Regions from separate parts of the Mus musculus genome. Here region 1 is linked to region 2. A link is a contact called in public promoter capture Hi-C data. All regions are on one chromosome and are shown on one strand. The core of a region is the stretch at or near the end of the contact, and the rest is flanking DNA. Distances in the headings are between cores, read along the strand shown.

The links. Promoter capture Hi-C pulls out the DNA fragments that hold promoters and counts their contacts.
Region 1: a contact with region 2 is called in a promoter capture Hi-C map of liver, with 2.5 times the contacts expected there. The contact joins the promoter of Gltpd2 here to the enhancer-like site in region 2. A contact is called at or near these places in 9 of 39 promoter capture datasets (the 3T3-L1 cell line, cranial neural crest, embryonic stem cells and 5 more), 2 of 484 Hi-C or Micro-C datasets (cortical neurons and embryonic fibroblasts) and 1 of 115 datasets of contacts at active chromatin or transcription factors (embryonic basal ganglia).

Annotation. Positions count from the first base shown.
Region 1 is chr11:70,514,249-70,521,469 of GRCm38.p6, reverse strand. It overlaps Gltpd2 (glycolipid transfer protein domain containing 2), which reads right to left and starts at 2,261. Exons shown (of 3, transcript NM_146020.1): 1 at 1,992-2,261; 2 at 1,587-1,753; 3 at 734-1,499. The coding sequence starts at 2,252. The coding sequence ends at 962. It overlaps Vmo1 (vitelline membrane outer layer 1 homolog (chicken)), which reads left to right and starts at 6,854. Exons shown (of 3, transcript NM_001013607.1): 1 at 6,854-7,059; 2 at 7,174-7,221. The coding sequence starts at 6,868.
Region 2 is chr11:70,071,439-70,078,453 of GRCm38.p6, reverse strand. Gm32946 (a long non-coding RNA gene) reads right to left here and starts at 783. Exons shown (of 4, transcript XR_879978.1): 1 at 718-783. Within about 2 kb of position 3,598, at least 39 of the 459 cell types and tissues checked have an H3K27ac peak or open chromatin away from gene starts, as enhancers often do. A contact at or near this core is called in liver, where this site is marked.

The DNA.
Region 1 (7,221 bases), core at 1,012-3,511, 440 kb before region 2:
AAAAATTGAATTCCTGCCTGGCAGTGATGGCACAGGCCTTTAATCCCAGCACTTGGGAGGCAGAGGCAGGCAGATCTCTGAGTTCTCGGCCAGCCTGGTCTACAGAGTGAGTTCCAGGGCTACACAGAAAAACCCTGTCTCGAAAAAAACAAAAACAAACAAACAAACAAACAAAAGAATTCCTTACTGAGCTAACGTGACTATGAAAGTACTATTTTAGAAGAAAGCATTAGAAACAGTCTGAAGCTGATAGGTGTGCTATGCCTAGTTGACATCCAAATGGAAATGCCAAATATCCAGCTGGATGGATAGAAATATATAGTTCAGAAAAAAAGTAGATTTGAGGTACGTTTGGGAGTTAGTCTAAGTTAGTCTAGGAAATGCTTTATGTCTTTCACATTCACTAGTACGGAAGTGACCAAGGAGACCTTTGTGGAGTGCCTGTTTGGTGAGAGGCATGGTGCACGGGCTTTAGGTTGGAGACAGAACACAGAAATAAATGTACTTTTGGTGGAGGGAAGTAGCACTCAGGCGGGACATGCTGCGTTGGCTGTGTGGAGGGCAGATCTGGACTGAGACTTGGTAAGCGCTGGCAACTGAAGCCATGGAGCAGCTGAAATGAGCTCAGGGGAATATGAGTCCTTCAGATGCAAAGAGCAGGGATAACAGGTCTTCCCACACCCTCCCCCAGCCCTTAAGCTAGCTCTCCAGTTATCATACATAACGCCGGATGTCGACAGCTACTAAAGCATTCTTTATTCTTCATTGCTTCTTCCAGCTTCCAGAGGCTGAAGATGAGAGGATCTCACACATCACTGAGACTGCCCTGCTGGGGGTGGGCCTTAACTGTGGTGACTTCACTAAAGAGGACCGCTAGCTACTCTCAGGCCGCCGGTAACCCTGAGTATGTACATCCCTTCCCAGAAATGCCTTTCTGGTCGGTCTCTTGATGCCGCGGCCATCAAGCCAGCTGGAGCAGGCCGTGGCCGGCCAGCAGGCCCTGGGTACGATTGTACACATCCTCCAGGACGCCGGCGGCCCGGGCCAGAGCAACCCGCGCGTCCGCCTCTCCTGTTCCGGGACACGCCAGCTGGAGCAGGCGACCGCGACTCGGGAGGGCCAAGATCGCCAGGCGAGCGGCCTGACGGATAAGCCATGGATGGTGCGGGGCCAGGGCGGTGCTGTAGGCTTCCCCGCACTGCGTGCCCGCATCTGGACCTCCAAGCGTCCCTGTCGCCACCCTGTGGAGGCAGAGCTGGGACCAGCGCAGCGCGCGATGCAACAAAAGTAGCGTTCGAGAGCCCGAGGACCCGGCTGAATGCCCAGGTTCGGTTCCCGGGCGCTGTAGCAATCCTGCTCCCCGCTCCCATGTGATCATAGTCATCAGCGATGTGTAGTGTGAAGCATTGGGGCCGTGCACACGAGCCTCGAGGTCGGTCACCTTGTTGAAGGCCTCGCTGGTGGCAAAGGCGAAGACAGTGCCAAGGGGAGTTAGGAACCTGTTTGGTGGTGGAAGTGGGGAGATGACTTGCGAAACCACAGAATCATTTGGAGGAAGATGGGCTTGGGGAAGGGAGACCACTCACCTAAGTAGTTCTCTCCATCCTGCCAGATACTGAGACAACGCCACATCCCCTTCAGGGCTCATACAGGCCAGGAAGGGGCTCACCATGCGACCCAGCGCCCCATGAGGCCCTAGACAGGGAAGCTCTTCCTTCTCTGGGACCACTAGGGGTCTGGCCGCTGGGCCAGTCTGGGAGATAGATATAAGAGATACATGAAAAGTTCCTAGCCTGCTAGGCCTACTTAGCCACTGTTGGGCCCTGAAGAATGTCCCTCAGGTTTAGCTGGGGTTCCTCCTGGTTATTCTTGACATCTGAAGGGGGGAGGGAACAGAGAGGGAGGAGCCTCCTTTCATTCGATTCTCAGTCTGGTTCCCCTGTTTCTTTGTTGCAGAGTCCCCAGACTCTGGCCTTAAAACTCAAACATACCTGGGAAGGTAGCGGTCTCTCTGGATTGCAGGACTGCACCCCTGCCGGGAAACTAAGCAGGGAGCCGAGGACTGGAGAAGGAGAAGGGAGTTTGAGTCCCCGCAGGCCGGACTGCTGGGTTCTCTGAGCTGGTAAGGGGAAGGGCCACTCATAGAAGAACCATATACTGATGTAAAGAAGTAACAGCGTTAAGATAGCGAAGGGAATTGCATGGCGGAACCAGCGTCCCAGGGCTGGGGACAGTGAGACCCCCATGACCATCGCTGGTGCACCTCACCTAGCTAGTTGGTGGCCTTTCCCTTCCCGTGGTGTCCAGAGGTGCAGAGAGTTAATAATTAATCTATTAAGGACCCCTCCCTTGTGTCCTTTGCCCTAGAGGTCAGATCCTAGGGTGAGAGACATAATGACGATTTGGGGGACATAATATGTGACCTGTCTCTGCATTGCCTTTACCTGTGGGGCTAGCTTGTCGTAAGAGGCAGCGTCTTGTGGGTTCTCCTTAAATCTGGACACGAATCCACTGTAAGCTGCAGATAATGGGCCTTTGTAAATCTCATGTGAGGATCAATTGATAACGCATGTGAAAGCATTCCAAGTGGAAAGCTGACCACAGTTGCCCAATACGTCTTACTTGTTAAGGCTCGAGGATGGGGCTTTAGGCTCTCTCTCTCTCTTTTTTTTTTTTTTACATTCTTGCCGAGAGGTCTGGAAACCTTGGGAATAAAAATTTCAATTCCCCAGGAAGCTTACTGGGCTTCTCTGAAGGAGCCACTGACAAAGAACCTTTAGCCAATGATGGCCTGAGTTAGGGAGGATAAGGCTGTAGCTGAGTCTGCTTGTGAGACTCCTGGCTGAAGAAGATAACAAAGCCAGAACTGAGCTGGCTTCCAAAAATCTTCAGGGTCTCACCAATTATAATAGAACTAACCTAGCACCTAATGAAAATGGTACTAATGTTACTGCTTTGACCCTTACCAATCATATTAGAGGTTACCTAGTCCTTCTGGGAAATTCCCCTAGACCTGCCTAAAAGGATGTCTTGCAAGCCCCTCAAGTCATTGCCATTTTGTTGTGACCCCTGCATGCTGGTAATTTCTGCAGAATAGACGCTCTTTGCCTTTGCACACTATTTGAGTCTGGGGCCTTCCATCAGTGATTCTTGGACATTATAATTTAATTTTTTGAGCTTCACTTTAGCGTTTCATTCATTAAATCAGTCATTACTTTCCTATGGCAGGCCCTACACTAGACCCCCAGAATACAAAAGTATTTTCATAGCTGGGCACAGTAGCTCAGGTCTTCATGTAACCTTAGGTATTTGGGAGGCTGAGATAGGAATATCAAAAGTTCAAGGCCAGCCTGGATAACTTATCTAGACTCTGTCTTAACATGCTTTATAAAAAGGGACACTCCAACTCTAGTGATAATGTTTAGGCCCAGCATCTGACATACCATTGTAGGTTTCCCTGTAATACAGACTCTAACAAGAAATGGCTATCCAGAACCCCTGTTAATCTTTATTCCAAGAAACTTAGAAAAGCACCCAAATCCACACATGGTGCGTGCCCAGGCAGACTTTGAGGAGTTTGTGCTCTGAGAACTAAAGTCCTAGGGAACCTGCCTAAAACAACAACAACAATGGGTGACCCCACCTGTGCTAAATATGCCCATGACAGGATCTGGCATTCTTTCCTTATTGAGGAGCAGAAAACCAGTGTGTAAGTGTTGACAGCACAAATACAGAGTCAGAAAACGAAGTAAACATTAAGCTTTTTAAAATAATAAAAATCAAATCAAGCCTTGTTCTGTGAACAACATTAAAAATCGTTTAAAAAATTTTTTTTAAAGTATAAAATGGGTTAGGGATATAGTTCAGTGGTAGTGTCTTCCTGGAATGTGCAAGACTCTAGGTGCAGTCCCCAGTACTGTGTGTGTGTGTGTGTGTCTGTGTGTCTGTGTGTCTGTGTGTCTGTGTGTGCACAGCTCAAGCTTCACTGGGGAGAGAGGAGAACCTTCTGGCTTCCTCACTGGAATGTGAGCTTTGGTGACAACAGGCACTCTGTACGTTGAAGACTGGATCCATGGCTTTCTGACTTTTTAAGGGGGCCAGGGAAGCACCTCTAGTGCTGGGTTGTAGACATCATCGACCCCCCCCCTTTCCCTTCCCCTTTTTATTTTTTATTTATTTTTTATTTTTTTTTTTAAAGATTTATTTATTTATTATATGTAAGTACACTGTAGCTGTCTTCAGACACTCCAGAAGAGGGCGTCAGATCTTGTTACAGATGGTTGTGAGCCACCATGTGGTTGCTGGGATTTGAACTCTGGACCTTCGGAAGAGCAGTCGGGTGCTCTTACCCACTGAGCCATCTCACCAGCCCCCCCCCCCCCTTTTTTATTTTTGAGACAGGATTTAAACTGTTCAGGTTGATTCGTTTTATTAATTTATTAATTTACTTGTTTGAGACAGTCTCTTTACATAGGCCTGGTTCATTTTATTTATTTACTTACTTGTTTGTTGAGACATATCCCCAACTATCCTGAAACTCACCACATAGATCTGGCTGGTCTCAGACTCACAGAGATCTGCCTACCTCTGCCTCCTGAGTGCTGGGATTAAAAGGCGTGCATTATCATGCCCTATATCCCAGGCTGGTTTTGAACTTTCTATCCTCCGACTCAGCTATTTGAGCCACTGTGATCACATATGGACTTGAGCCGCTAGGCCTGGCCAAGCACCTTACTTTTCTTGGTCATTTTCAGAAATTTAGAATATTTCTTAAATCAAATTGCCTTACAATAAATATGTGTTAAAAAACAGAGGAATGTGTCTGAGGTCAGCAGATCAGGGCTGGTGCCCCCTAACAAATCCAGCCAAGTTTTGTTTTCTTGTTTTGTGAATTAGGGGTCCATCTGCTGGTCATAGAAGGAAAGGCATTCTGGGAAAAGATTCTAGACCGTTAAGCAAGGCAAGATAAAGGGGATGTAGCACCAGAACTCAGGAGGCCAAGACAGAAGGGTCAAGGGTTCTAGGTCAGCCTTGGCTACATAGTGAATGGTGTTTCATCGTATCTTAAAGAATACAAGAAGCAGAGGAAGAGTAGCCTTATTTGTTCTTAGTTATCTCAGTCCCTGTCCATAAGGTCTTGGCGGTTAAGAGCATGGACTGCTCTTCCGAAGATCCTCAGTTCAAATCCCAGCATCCACATGGTGGCTCACAACCATCCGCAATGAGATCTAACGCCCTCTTTTGGTGCATCTGAAGACACAGCTACAGTGTACTTAGATATAATAATAAATAAATCTTTAAAAAGAAAAAGTGCCATAAGATATGGCTGCAGGCAAGCCTGCATTTTCTTAGTTAGCGATTGATGGGGGAGAGCCCAGTCTGTTGTGGGTGGTCCTGGGCTCTATAAAAAAGCAGGCTGAATAAGCCATGAGGAGCAAGCCAGTAAGCAGCACCCCTCCATGGCCTTTCATCAGCTTTTGCCTCCAGGTTCCTGCCATGCTAGAGTTCCTACAGTGGGAATGTAAGCCAAATAAACCCTTTCTTCCCCAGCTTGCTTTTGGTCATGGTGTTTCACTGTGGCAATAGAAACCCTAAGTAAGACTGCTAACGCCAGGCAGTGGTGTCTCATGCCTTTAATCCCAGCACTTAAGGAGGCAGAGGCAGGCAGATTTCTGAGTTCGAGGCCAGCCTGATCTACAGAGTAAGTTCCAGGACAGCCAGGGCTATACAGTGTCCCGACCCGAGGGACAGTCGAACAGGCACTTGAGAGGCACCTGGAAGAGAATGGGGGGACAAAGAGATACAAAGAACAAGACAAGCTGACAAATTTTTATTTTTCCCACACAGGTTATATACTCATAGGAGCAGGAAGGGGGTGAAGTGGGGTCGCTTTGTCTCTGAGTAGTGCACCTATTCCCAGGAACAGGATGTTGACTGGGTAAACAGTTCAGCAAGAAGATCAGAACAGAATGGGTTAATAGGCACCTATCCACAAGATTTATAGCTCTTTGTTTTCCACTGACTTCAGGATCTATGTCTATTTGTACTCAGCTGGGCTAGTACTTTCCCACAGAGGCCAAGACTTTGTGCCGGCAAGCACTTATGGCTGACAAGGCAGTTAACATTCAAACAGGGTCGCTCCCAACAATACAGAGAAACTCTATCTTGATAAAACAAAACAAAACAAAACAAAACGACTGCCACATACAGTATTTCAGGACAACCTGGGTTCCAGAGGAAGATCCTGTCTCTCTGGGTGTATCTGGTGTCCAAGATTCTCAAAGAATCAGAGCCACAGCCTTAAGAAGACCTTTTCCCAGCCCTTATCCTTCCCAGCCGTGATCTATGTTAACAGTATTCTTTTCTACATCCTGTAGGGTTGTCTCTCATCCTCACACTGTCTCCTGCCTAATCCTATCCCTGGCAAATTTTCCTAGAATCACTGCAGTCTCCAGCCTTGGCTTCCATTGCCAGTGCTGGGATTTCCCTCAGTTTACTGGGGTAGGGGTGGGGGTGGCAAGTTACTTACAGCTCTCTCATCTACTAACTAGGAAATATAATTTCTATCTTCTACAATCATTGCGGTGATTACATGAAATATACCTGGAGCTAGTGTTAAGTATTCAGTAGGCCCTAATTTAAACTCAGTGGCTTCTACTGCCCTCCCTTCCCTAACTCCTGGGGGCCGCAAATCTTCAGGGTTCCTGGACTGGAGCAGATTAGTTTTGAATGTCACTTAATCCTGGTCATTCTTCCGCAATCTGAGCCATGAAAGGACAGGGCTGGTAGAGAGCTGCAACCTGAATCTTGATAGGGCCAGGACTGATATAAATCCATCTAAGTGACCAGATTCATAGGTCATGCAGGATGGAGTTGCAGGCTGGAGCCAGGCTGTTACTGCTGCTGGGGGTGATGTGCTATGGACATGCACAGATTCAAGTTCACGTAGAACCACGCTATGCATCGATCGTTGACGTGACCAACGGTGGTACCTGGGGTGATTGGGCCTGGCCTGAGATGTGTCCTGATGGATACTTTGCCAGTGGGTTCTCTGTCAAGGTGAAGGTTCAGACCTGGGTCTTAGAAAGGGCAAAGATGTGCCAGATTGCAGAGCTGAACGTGAGAAGGAGAATCCTCTCAGTGGACCTCACTTCTGCTTCCCTCCTGACCTAGGTGGAGCCCCCTCAAGGCATTCCTGGAGATGACACAGCTCTGAATGGG
Region 2 (7,015 bases), core at 2,349-4,848:
CGACAAGGAAGAAGGAGCTAGACTTGTTCTTTGACTCGTGGCAGCTGCTTTATTCCGAAATATTTCCAATTGGTAATAGTGGCGCTTGCCTATGATCCTAGCAATTGTGGGCCTGAGACAGGAAAAATTGTTCCAAGTTCAAGGTCAGCCTGATTTTCAAACCAGCTTAAGTTACAGAGTAAGATTATATCTAAAAAACCAAAATGCCAGGCTGTGGTGGTGCACACCTTTAATCTCAGAAGAATGAGGGAAATCTCTAAGTTCAAGGCCAGCTTGGTCTACAGAGCAAGTTCAGGACAGCCAGGACTACACAGAGAAACCCTGTCTCAAAGGAAAAAAAAATTGACAGAAGAACTTAAGGAGGGAAGGGGTTATTCAGGCTCCTAGTTTAAAGGCAGAGTCTACTGTGGCAGGGGGTTGTTATGAATAAAATGCCATCAGAAGGGAGGGTTCAGTAGAGAAGTCACACAGAATTACCCCTCAGAGGGCACTGTAGTAAGAGAGTGCTCCCTGGTCACTGAAGGTGGGACATGACCAGGCCTACAGAGAGAGAGAGAGACAGACAGACAGAGACAGACAGAGACAGAGACAGAGCGACAGAGAGCCTTCCCTTCAAATCCTGAGAGCTGGATTAGGGAGAGCTGCCAAGTGTAGCATGAGGAAAGTCTCAGGAGAAGAGATGGGCCTTCAGCTCCCAAGAAACAGGAACTTTCCTACCTTTATAGGTTTGCAGGGGCTGCTGAGAATTTCCACTCCCTGTCATTCAGTCTGGCCTAGTCTATGTGGGACAGGGCATGGAACCGGCAAACTGTGCTGCTGTTGGAATGAGGCCAACAGGCTCACAAGGCCACAGTAGAGAGTGCTTTCCTACCAACTCTGTCCCAAAGAGAGCTGCAAGCTTGGCGGGGGGGGGGGGGGGGGGGGTGCTGGTTTCTGAGCGGGGATCAGTGGAAGGGAACTGGTGGCAGGAGTCTAAAGCAGCTGGCTGCATCCAGTCAGGAAGCAAAGAGACAAAATTGAACCTGAGTCCTCTAGAAGAGCAACCAGTGCACCTAACCACTAAGCCATCTCTCCAGCCATGGTTCATAATCAGGTTTTAAAAATATTTTTTTTCTAAGACAAGGATTCTGTGTGAAGCCTTAGATGTCCTGGAACTTGCTCTGTAGATCAGGTTGGCCTGAAACTTAAAGATCCAATTGCCTCTGCCTCCTGAATGCTGGGATTAAAGGTATACGCCACCAAGCCGGGCTAAATGTATTTTTTTTAAGATTTATTTATTTATTTATTATATGTAAGTACACTGTAGCTATCTTCAGACACACCAGAAGAGGGCATCAGATCTTATTATAGATGGTTGTGAGCCACCATGTGGTTGCTGGGATTTGAACTCAGAACTGTTGGCAGAGCAGTCAGTGCTCTTAACCAGTGAGCCATCTCTCCAGCCCCAGCTAAATGTATTTTTTAAACTGAAATAGAATCGTATCACTTTCTTTCCTGCCTCCAGCACCTTCCTCTAGCCCTTCCATGCACCTCCCCCCCTCTGAAGTTGATAATGTATAACCTGTTTTCCTTTATTATTGCCATATATGTATATGTGTATGCACAAATGTATTTTAATACAACCTGCTGAGTCCATTTGTTTTGGTGGTGTATATATGGCTCAAGGTTGATCACTCTGAACTAGACAAACAATAAAAGGCTCATCCCTAAGAGAAGCCAATTGTCTCTCTCCCAGCAGTCATTAGTTTCCTGTAGGTCGTCTAGGGGTGGGCCTCCATGAAAACTTCCCCCTTCCATGTTAACCTATCCATCAATATCATCATTGCTCTGGCCTTGTTTACACAGCCATGCCTACAAAAGACTGTTTCACTTTCTGTATCCTGCATCTTACAACCCTTTGCCCCCTTTTCCACAATGTTCCCTAAGCCATAGATAGGTGCAGGAGCTGTGATGTAGATATATTCCATCATGGCTGGGCCTCCTACAATCTATTGGTCTCTGCATTGTGTCCAGTTGTGGTCTTCTGTGGTGGTCTCCATTCGCTGCCAGGAGAGGCTCCTTTGACAGGTGTGATACCTACAGGATAAGATTTAGAATGATGGAAGAAGTTATGCTTGTCTAGCAAAGTGGTATGAAGTGGAAACTTACAGTTTCTTTGGAAAGTCAGTTGTGTTGGTTGTTGTTTTGCTGAGGCAAACACATGAAGGACTGTTTTTCTGAAGCAGACACAGGGGAAAGGATGTTTTTCATCCTTTGCACATGAAAGGATGCGTGATGAAGGATGCTTCACTAATGACAGGCATGTATTGGTTCACCTTACATGGCAATGATGAGCTCTGCTTGCCATGAATCCATAGAGAGAAACACACCAAAAACCTCTGGTGGTGTGCTGGCGGCTTCTTGCCACTTCCCCGGACTCGGGTCGATTGGCAGAGTGATGTCAGCCGGTCCAGACTCACGTGGAGTTTTGTTAAGACAGACTCACATGCTGAGGCAAGACATGTGATGAGGCAAGATCCATGGAGGACACATGATGTTTGGAGAGAGTATAAATAGGACTCGACGGAGAGTGATGGGGGCTTGCACAGCTAGCTTTGCAATGCTTGTAGTATCTTCACAGATCTTCACTTTGTTGAGAGAGACACAGCAAAGAACTCCTGGTGTCCCTGCTGACTCATGCTGAGTCAGCGGAGGCCTGGCTATATCTGCTAGGTCATGCCACAGCTGCTGATTTGTGTTTGCTATTCCAACACTCCTGAACTGACTGACTGTATATCTGTGAAGTGTTTTCGAGTGTATCTAGCTGCCGATGTTGACCTGTGAACTGGACTGTTGATTTTCTAAACAGGTTGACTTCCCCGTATCCTAATAACCTCTCTTTCCCACTGCCTCTGCTGGGCGGTAGCCTAGAAGGGAGGATAAAGTGTTTAAGAACCCATATTAAAAGTAGTCTCTGAAAAATAAAAACAATGGTGGTAGTAATACGTTCTCTTCTCAGCTCTATGACCTTGCTAGTTCCGGGAAGCTAGTTCCAGTACGAGGCATGGTTGCCCTCTGTCGAGTGAATGTCAACTCCACCAACATGCAAATGCCACTTATTGCATTTTTATATATATCTCACCCATGTGCCAACTGTTGTGGGTCACAGGTTTGCAGCTGGGTAGTGTTGTGGATTTGGTCTAACTCTTGTATTGTGTTTATTGGGTGCCCAAAATTACATGGGAATCTGCACATAAGATAGTGAGGGACCCTGCCCCCAATTGGTTTTGATTGGTAAATAAAGTTGCCGGTGGCCACTGGCTGGGCAGGGAGACAGAAGGAGGACTTTAGAATTCCCAGGCAAGGGACCGAGGGAGGAGGGAGAGAGCCATCACTCTGGGAAAGGAGCAAAGACAAGGCCTAAGAGGTGCAGAAGAAAGAGCATAACCATCACGTAAGAGTTGGGGATCGTGGCCCAGGAGCACGGCAGGTCTGGGTCCGGGACAGCCAAGATGGAAAATAGGTCTTAGTAAGTAATAAGTCAGGAATACCAGCGGCGGGGAGACTGTTAGCCACATGGAGATTAGGAAGTGGCCCAGCCTACACTCAGGATAGCAGCGCCACCGTGTGGTACAGCTCCAGTTTCAGGTGCCCTTAAGCAACATTTCGCAATACTATTTATGCCTCTTTCCTAAATACTAAAGTGAAATGTTAGACCGTTAGTTCTTACAGCTTCTTTTTAAAAATCCATAATTAAACTCCTAAGACTAAGTTGACCACTTACACACACACACACACACCCCACCCCCAGCTCCTTTCAATAGTGGTCACTCTTAGAGTGACCAGGGAAAACTGCTTGCGGTGAGGTCAAGGAGGCGTGGCCTCAGAAGATACCAGTTTTCTGGTTCCAATCCAGATATGCTGAACCAGATCCAGAGCCAGGACGACTGTGTTCTAAGTTCACTGGCCAAAGGCCGGCCGTCTTGGGTCTTACCTATCTCTAACAGTTCACATCCTTTCTTGCCGTTGAGTGAGAACTGCAGGGTTGGAGGTAAACAAGAGCACCTACCCAGAGCTCTGCTCCGGGGTGGGGTCTTCCCACGCAGAACAAAATCCCACTCCCCGGGCATCACTGCCACGCACTGAGTGGGTAGTAGAATCTCCTGCAGTAGTTTCTCTCAGCGTCTCACCCCAGGTGTATCTTCTCAGCCAGCTCCTTTAACCAACTGCCTCTGTGGATCCTCAACACTCAAGTCTGCTACAAGCATCTCTTCAACCTAGTAGAAGATGAAGCTTCTGGCATGCATGTTTTTGACGCAGCCTGCAACAGACTTTGCGGTGCTCTGATTGGCCAAAGAGCATATTTGAGAACCACCAGCTGAGACTGCGCTCCTGTCCTTTGTGGGGAGATGGGGTCCATTGCTGCGGATGGAGAGGAAGGATCCCAGCACCAAAATCATTCAGTCTTTTCATCCTGCTCCTTGCCTGCCTGCAAAGCCCAGTAAAGTGTAGTGAAAGTTCGTCTGCAGCCGCAGCCTGGCAGGCACGAAGGGGATTGGGAGTGGGAGTGAGGTGTCTGGGAGGCTACAGGAGCCTGCTGTAAACCCAGTGGTCCCTGGACTGGGAGTCTGGCTAAATGTGATCCATGCTTCCACCGGATTCCAGCATCCCATCCGCCCTAGAGGGTGGAGGTGGGGGTCTATCTCACCCACCAAGCCTGCCTGTAACTCCTGCTAGCAATAGCTTTTGTTCTTAGCTTTTAAAGATAAAACGCGGTGCTGGGTTTCAGGAAATTAAGCTTGTGTGTGTGTGTGTGTGTGTGTGTGTGTGTGTGTGTGTGTGTGTGTGTAGCCAAACTGACATTTAATATCCTCCCTAGATGAAGTCAGCAGGTAACCTGGCAAAAGGTCCTTATTCTGACAAAAGCTGGTCTGAGGCTGTCCTGCCTCATAGGCCCGTGTACAGAGCTGATGACTAAACACACTTCTCTAGACAAGCAACAACTTCAACAAAGAAATCAAAATCCCAGCCAGGTTTTGTAATGCATGCCTTTAATCCCAGCACTAGTGAGCCAGAGGCAGGTAGATGTTGTGAGTTTGAAGCCAGTCAGGACAGAGAAACCCTGTGGGGTTTATTTTGTTTTGCTTTTGTTCATTTGTTTCTTTGTTTGGGCAAGGTATCCCTGTATGGCCCAGGTTGTCTAGAACTCCTCAGTCCTACCTCAGCCACAGCCTCAGCCTCAGCCTCAGCCTCAGCCTCAGCCTCAGCCTCAGCCTCAGCCTCCAGGGCTAGAATGATAGGCATGTGCCATCATGACCAGCCCCATCTTTTGGAGATGTGTTGTCATTAGGACATGTCCAGGACTGGAGAGAAGGCTCAGCAGGTAGGACAGGTAGGAGTGCTTGCTGCTCTTGGAGAGGACCAGGCTCCCAGTAGCCAGGTGGGAGTTCGGGGTAAGAACTTACAACCGCTGTGAGTCCAGTCCTATCGAATCCTCTTCTGGCTTGGGGAAATCTACACTAACTGCGCACATCCACACAGAGACACACATGTATTCACATAAGTTTAAAAAATATTTTTTAAAAAAAAGAGAATTCCTCAAAATTAAGTGGTTCAAGGGAAATACATCATGACTGAAATAGTAACACTAATCTCAGTTCTAAGATGAATGCTTTCAATGACAAACGTTCCTTTCTTATAATTCCAAAATATGGGAAGGTCAGCTGTCAAAATAAGAAGTTCAGCAGGAGGTCCGGCATCTGGTGAGGGTGCTCTTTCTAGTTTGCAAACAGCAACCCTCTTGCAGGTGGCCACATCACATCCAACGGTGGTCAGAAAGAGTGGATGTATGTGTTCTTACAGTTTCTCATAGGCCCCAATCCCATCATGGGGACCAGTCGCTCATGACTTCATCTAAATCTAATCAAAGACACCAACATTGAATCCCACCATTCCATCATAGTGAAGGGAGAGCATCAGCCGGGCAGTGGTGGCACACGCCTTTAATCCCAGTACTTCAGAGGCAGAGAGAGGTGGATTTCTGAGTTTGAGGCCATCCTGCTCTACAGAGTGAGTTCCAGAACAGCCCGGGTTATACGAGAAACCCTGTCTCAAAAAACAAATAAACAACAACAAAAAAAAAAAATAGAAGAAGGGAGAGAGAGCATCAGTGTAGGATTTTCAGGAGCACATTCAGCCTATAGGCTCCTGGGCCTTGCTAAAATCTGGACTGGCTCATGAACAGGCCAGGCAGGATGTGCCTGTTGCCCAAGTAGATACTTAGAAAATGGACTGGAGAACCATAGATGATCAGGGACATGAATTCTACCTCAGGAGCCCAAGGGTAGGTATGGCAGGACACGACTGGCCGAGGGTATTTACGAGGACTATAAGACACTCTAAGCAATCCACATTGATCAAAACACCTAAAAGTCACAATGTATACGTGTATCTTGATTTACATAGCACCCCACAAACCTGCACAACTTTTATGTCAATTTAAAAGATAGAGAAAAAGAAAGAAAGAAAGAAAGAAAGAAAGAAAGAAAGAAAGAAAGAAAGAAAGAAAGAGGGAGAAAGAAAGAGAGAGAAAGAGAGAGAGAAAGAAAGAAAAAAGGGAGGGAGGGAGGGAGGGAGGAAGGAAGGAAGGGAGAGAGAGAGAGAGAAAGGAAGGAAGGAAGGAAGGAAGGAAGGAAGGAAGGAAGGAAGGAAGGGAAAGGAAGAAAGAAAGAAAGAAAGAAAGAAAGAAAGAAAGAAAGAGAGAGAGAGAGAGAGAAAGAACACACCCTGTGCTATTACCTTTGTTGGGCCTTACCGAAGCTCTGAAGGACCAAATGATGACATCCATTTTAAAGAAAAGAGGAAATTCACTTACTGAAGGTCTGTTGCCTATGGTTGTACACAAGCTGTTCCCTTAGCTGCAAAGGGAAGCACAGGTTCAACCATAGACGACACAGGTACCTGGTGTTTCATGTACACTGCATGAAACTTTTAAGTGTTGACATTCCCACAGTCCAGGCATCTGGTGCTTGGGGAA